Linked DNA regions of Anser cygnoides: region 2 is linked to region 1. A link is a contact called in public Hi-C data. All regions are on one chromosome and are shown on one strand. The core of a region is the stretch at or near the end of the contact, and the rest is flanking DNA. Distances in the headings are between cores, read along the strand shown.

Region 1 (3,267 bases), core at 288-2,787:
TTTCTCTTTGCTGATCTCCTTTGCTGCAAAAAGCAGTTACTAAAAAAGTGTCTGTGATGGTCAGTCAGGATCCGGAAACAAGGTGAAATGCAGTAATTATTCAATAGGAATTTAAAACATAAACTCTGCTCTGAACTGCATCCTACCTATCACAATGATAATTTTATCAAATCTAGGGATTAAACCAGTGGAAAGTTTTGTTGATGATAATGAAATGAATATGGAAAATCAGGAATAGAATCAGGCCTCCCTTTTGGAGGCCTTAAAACAGAAGAAATCAAAGGCAGCTATGGAACAACCTGTCTTTGAATTGCTCCATTTATTTTGTGGGCATATGAGACACATGTAGACAAGCAGAGTCTGTGTATCTCCGTGTACAGAACTTACAAAAACAACAGTTTAGTACTGTAGTAACAAACTGTTTAAAAAACTAGATAAAAACGTGTCAAGCCAGCTTTTGATGAATTAAAAAAAAAAAAAAAAAAAGGCATTTAGATTCTACACTGTACACCGAGACCACCCATCTGACTTGAATGGTAGGTGAGGATGAAGTTCTGATGCCATGGGTAATGCAGTGGAAACTCCAATATATGCCTCTGGACTTCTTTGATTCTGCTGTTATTTCAAGGGAGCAACAGTTGGGGTCTGTTCTGCAACTGAGTCACCAGCTGAAGACTTTCAATCTGAGCTCTTCACTAACGGAAACGCAGTTTTTGAAAGAGCCCCAGTGTGTCTTGTCTGGAAGGGTCTGATACTATCTGTGCCATGTGTTGAATGGCTCTCAGCCTGTGGGCAGAAAGGCTCTTCCTTGGGCAGCCACAGAAGGAAATGTGTTGGGGAGAAGGGTTTGGTGTGGGAGTGGGTTAGTCCAGGAGAGAATTTCTCTCTTAGGAAGTGGTGTGCAACATGCGAAAGCTGGAGAACCACTGATGTAGCATATTCCATGGGCAAACAAAAATAAATGCAAAAGCAAATGTATCCCTGGCAGCTTTGCACAAGGGCTTCCCATAAACGTGCACCAACCCCCAGCACTGGGCCACTGCCCAGCTCTTTTCTCCTTATCAGAGAGTGTGGCAAGCTTGCCCTTTTTTTTTTTTTTTTTTTTTTTTTTTTTTTTTTAACTCCCAGTCTACCACCTAGTGACCTTCCCTGGCAGCAACGTGCCATGGGAATAAGGTGAGAGGACCTGAGGCTGCTTTAGACTTTATGATCTGGACCAGCACCTGTGCAGGGCGAGTGCAGTATTAGGGTGAGATGCTCCTGTTGCAAACGCACAGGGGATCCTGCAAGAGCAGGCAAGGTCTGTGGTCCAGGGGAAAGTGCCATGAGTGCGCGAGTCCCCTTGTGCCCGATCTCAGCGCGGTGGGCATGCTGCTGCCGTGTCCGTGGGTGCGCTGAGCTGCTTTTCACGGAGCAAAATGCCACCCCGAATACTGCCCGGTGGCCGGGGCTATGCCCGGCTCCGGGAGCAGCAGCAGTGGGTGTGAGGCTGGGCTGGCTGACATACACCCACACGCACACACAGCCACACACACACACACACACACGCCAAGCAGCCCATTTGCTGGAGGGGTGTGCATGTGCGTGCGAGGGAGTGGAAAGGGGTGGCGGGGATGGAGGAAGGGAAGCCAGGGGAAAGTCTGACACTCGGCGCAGAAGGAGCGAGACCCTCCGTCGCCGCCGGCGCCGTCGGGGAGGAGCTCGACTCTCTCGCAACGCCTACCAAAACCCAGCCACCGGCCCCGGCCCCGCACCGGGCTCACCCTGCACCTCGCCGCCGCTCCGGCTCCCCGGCAGGTACCAGGCGGCCCCCGCGGGACCCCCGCCACTTTGCGCCGCGCTTCGCCTCCGAGGAAAGGGGTGGTGGTGGTGGGGAAAAGTGCCTGGGGTCCCTCTCCCCACACACACACGTACCCGTGCTTGTCCCCCCCCCGGGGGCCACCTGCCCGGCTGTCATCCAGCAGCTGGGAGGCGCAGCTGGGATGCGGGGCATCCCTCGGCTCTGCCCCGGAAGAGCAAGCAGAAATGGGGTTTTGGGGTCGGGGCGAGGAGGTTGCAGTTTTGGGGAGCGGGGGTTGAAGGCTGCGGGGCTGGGTGCGGTGCGGAGGGAGGGAGAGGGTTGGGTCGTGCAGCACCGGCACCCTTCTGCTTCGTGTAGGTTTCTGGGGGTATTGCAAAGGGCAGGGTGGGGATAGGTGGCTCAAGTGCATCAGCCAAACTGTTGCTTGCTGGAGGGGTGGCAAAATCCCTTCTTTCCCGCAGAGTCCTGCAGAGTCCTCCAGCGCTGCCATGAGCGCGACTCTGCTGGATGTGTCCATCACTTGGAGCAGCAGAGCACCTGGTTGGCCTGGGGTGCTCGGTGGAATGAGGTTATTCTTCTTTGGCACTGACAACTCCTCTTTCGCTTTGTGCAATAACACAAAGGGGGGTAAAGCTCCTTGTTTTGCAGCGAATATTACAAAACGAAAGTTGTCACTACTAGAAAGGAAACATTTCCGAGAGCTTTAGGTAATTGGTGACTGTACTGAAGAATCATAAAGCAGACACCTACGTTTCCTTAAAAATAAAATAAAATAAAAATCCTTTTGGTTTGAAATGGCAATACTTGTCCAAGAACAATAGAGATCAATGGGGCAATGTGACCATCAGCAGAGAGCACTTTGCTGAGAAAGCAGCAGCTCAGCCCTGCATCTGTGGCTCTTACAGAGGTCATGAAGATGCAGAGTACAACTTTTGCAAGGATTTTATCATGCCACTTTCTCTTTTTTACTACTTAACTTGCTGATCTATGCAATAGCTAAAGTGATTTGATTTTGCTGTTAACCATTAGTATGTGATTTACTATAATGTGCAATATTTTAATAGCGTTTTTCAAACTCTCATTAGTATAGTTGATGTGACTTTCATCTGCCTTTTAGTTAGCTCATTTAGCTTACTACAGGCCTGATCCAGAAAAGTACTGGTCATCGTTTCCTGCAAGGTGTATAGGGACCAAGGTCATTCCCAGCTATCTTTCTGAACAATCTTTCTGAAGAGGAATTTGGGTATTTTAAACCATAATTATAGTCTTACTGCCAGACAGAGGTACCCAAATTCTGCAGATGTCATACCTCTTCTTTCTTAAAGTTTCCAAAACAAGTCCTGCTCAGCCTTGATCAGGCAGAGCAGCTTGGCTTCACTTTTATTTGAACTTTATTTTGGCTTGGACATCCAGACTAGTCTGAGATCCAGGAACTAAATTTACTTTCCTTCTTCTTGCCACTGGAT
Region 2 (3,271 bases), core at 54-2,553, 110 kb after region 1:
TGACCACTTTGATATTGAAATTTTGACAAAATGCTTCCTGTGGCAATTTGTGTTGGAGATAAACTCCCAGCATGACCATGACATCATGCCTTGGCAATGCTGAGCATCATGAGGGCGATGCAGTGGGGTCTGCCTGCCCTCTGGCGTCCTGCGAGACCCTGGCCAGGCTGACTCGTGATCAGATGCTGCAAAGCATGCAGCAATTCTACTCCAATTTCTCCCAGCAGTGTTAAAGAGCAAGTGGAAATGGTGAAAATTAAATGGAAGCAAGGCTTGAAATCTATTTCAGTTTGGAAGATGAAAAAAAAAAAAAAGGGGGAGACAGAGAGAGAGAGACAAAAGAATCAAGCAGCTGGCAGCCTGGTACAAAGGGCTATTTGAACACCAAGAAAGCTTTTGCTTTTTCTTCTTTAGATGCCTCAAAATTGGACTTGCATATCTGCAGCTGTCCCCAAATAACAAGTCCAGTTTTCTTGCAGTCTTTTAGGGTTTCACCCAGGAAATTATCCTTTGATAAAGAAATCATCAAGGACTTTCTTTAAAATGTGTTCTGTGTTCTGAACCGGAGTTTTCATAACACCCTCCTAGTAATCACAGAAGATGTTCAATCTTTTAAATAAGATTTTCAGTGAATTAGAAGAAAGCAGCAGTTCTAGCCTATTTATATAACTGTAACTACTGTACCAAGACCAGATTTTGAGAGGAACATCAATGTTTAAAGATGCAGATTAACACACAGTCTGGTATGTCATAGTGCCTAGGTATTTAATTGCTATTCAAGGCAAGACTGAGTACAATGGATCTAGATTTCTGGATCAGCAAAGTAAGAATCTTGCAGTTTAATTGACTTCTTAGCTACAAGAAGCAGCCCAGTACAGAAGCTATTGCTTTTCTCCATTTGTGGTGTTATATCTCACCTCTTTCCACTCCAGATCTGAATACCAATATATGCTTCTGAGCTTCTATATTCTTTGTTGTTCTCTCTCTCTTTTTTAAAAAGTAAGTTCCTTTACCCTCAGATCTTTCTGTGATCTTCCTCAATTTTTCTTGTCTTTCTCAGTTGCTTTTTCTTCCTTTCTTTAGTGAAATCCCTTTATTTCTTCTGCTAATCCAGTGCAAAGGCTCATCAAGATGTGGTGTCCATCCCATTGGGACTTGGCTGAGCCACAGAGAAATACTGTCTGCCAAAAGCCTCCCCCTGTCCTCACGTCTGGTTAATTTTCCTGCTTTAATAAGTGTGTTCATAAAACACTGAGGGTTGCACAGGTTTCCTTTGTTATTTTTAGACTTATCTTTCTCCTTCACCTGATCTTTTATGGGATAGACTGCATTCTTTGCTTCTCCAATTCCCCTCTCCTTTGATCTCAGCACTGTAAATGGGGCTGCTTAATTAAGTGAAATGTTTCACTTTATAGGTTTATTTTCCTGAGAAAGCCTCCTCCACCTCCTCCTCCGTACCAACATGTTCTCCCCAACATGAATCACTTCTCAATTCATAGCAGCCTTTCAAAAGGCTGTGAACCCAGTCACCTTTCCAGTGTGCTGAGGTCGGCAGAAAATTGCAAAGTGCCACCTACAAAGTCAAGTTCAGTCACCTAGCTGGTCTCAGATGGTTAACCTCACATTAATGTTCTCTTATGTCAGCCTTTGCTATCAGCAACACAGGTGTGTTAAATGGAAAAGCAATACAAGGAGTTCAAGACAAACATTAGAACAAACCCCATACATCGAGTGGAATACAGTCTCTAGCTAAAAATAAAAAATAAAAAAATAAAAAAAAATCATGTTAGGGATTATTATTTATTTATTTATTTTGTGCATATTTAGGGGGATAGAGTGAGATTAGATGTTGATTTCATTTAAAATTTTGGCTGTTTCTGTGTCCAGCAGAACCTGACTCAATCTCCTCTCCCCTGTCTTCTTTCAGGCTTAAGCTGCAAGGCTGTTGTGAACATCTTTACAGGATGGACAGGCACATTATGTCCATCCTCTAGAGAAACACTAAAGTTTTAGAGGGGCATGTCCAAATGCAAAATGTTTTGTGAAGCTCTGATCAGACTACAGAGAAAAAGCCACACAGTCTTTATGACACTCAGGAGCTCAAGTGCCTTCTCCAGAATGGATTAGTGCTGAGTCTCCAGCAGCACATAAATGCTTAAGCCCCAGGAGTCATCTCTTGGCTGCCATCTAAATCACAGAATATCCTAAACTATAAGTACCCAATATTCTAAGGTTCTTCTGGGCATCATACCAGTTCCTCAGTGCTACATCTCAGTGGCTCATTCCTCAGACTCTGCATTTCTCATTAAACTTATATGCACATAAAATTCAATTTGTTGGTTGGGTGGAGGATCCTCTTTTAACACAGAAGTGACTAGCTGAAGGTATTTCTTCTGTTTCTCTGCTTTTTGCTTGATGGTTCACTGATAACAAAGCTCATTTGGAGTCTGGAAGGCTCTACGTTGCACTGCAGGAGAATGCTGCTTATATGGCCATATTAACTCCTTTGTAGTTAAACATTAATTAGCTGAGATCATAAGCAAAAAGGACAGTGTCAGTATTAGCGCCTGGCTGCAGTTAGTACATTCCCTCTGAGGGAGGGTCTGGTTCTCTACTTCCTGCTGCATATAATATAAAATAGAGAGCTTTTCAGTGGAAAACAGATCTTCTCCATTCCTGGTTAACATCCGAGCAATATTCTTTCTACTCTTGGCTAAGCTGAGACCTAATTATCCCATGAAAAGTGAAAACACTTTCAAACAGGAAGGAGGGGGGAGCTCCCAGAATGGCTCTGGTCCATGTGTCTAGAACAAATGGACACCTCCACCAGAAGGAAAGCCCAGGCTAAGGCATCTAATTCCCCAAAATGAGAGAGATTTAAGAAGTATTCCATTCCTTTATGTTTCACACTGGCTACTTGAGATGATCCCAAGAGAGTGCCTTACTGGTATGGTGCTTAGTTCTGCTTGTGAAAAGCATGAAAGTTTTCAGCCTGGAACTGAAAAATCTCCCCAGCAGATGCCTACTTCAGTCAGTGTTATGAAGTCCCTGTTGTGCACCTAACCTATGTGTGTTTGAATCCCATTGTTAAGTGGGTCTAAGGGTAAATGTGACAAGTCTCATTTAAAATGGGGTTTTTGACATGCTTGAAATCGAAACTCTTGTAGTTCACAGGGAGCATCATTCTGTTTAAAAATTGTCAGCAGACAACAGCACTGCTGAATTAAAGATACATAATTAAAAGGATTTTTTTTTTTTTACATACCTTAAA

Evidence for each region. Hi-C and Micro-C count contacts between places; a contact is called where the count stands out from the background.
Region 2: a contact with region 1 is called in a Hi-C map of liver, with 2.4 times the contacts expected there. The contact joins the enhancer-like site here to the promoter of SEMA3D in region 1. A contact is called at or near these places in 3 of 7 Hi-C or Micro-C datasets (blood, granulosa cells and liver).

What each region holds. Positions count from the first base shown.
Region 1 is chr1:8,866,447-8,869,713 of Taihu_goose_T2T_genome, forward strand. SEMA3D (semaphorin 3D) reads left to right here and starts at 1,538. Exons shown (of 18, transcript XM_013180442.3): 1 at 1,538-1,797.
Region 2 is chr1:8,978,213-8,981,483 of Taihu_goose_T2T_genome, forward strand. The region is part of intron 11 of SEMA3D (semaphorin 3D); the gene reads left to right. Among named protein-coding and RNA genes, the nearest start is that of SEMA3D, 110 kb to the left of the region's middle. Within about 2 kb of position 1,304, at least 1 of the 3 cell types and tissues checked has open chromatin away from gene starts, as enhancers often do.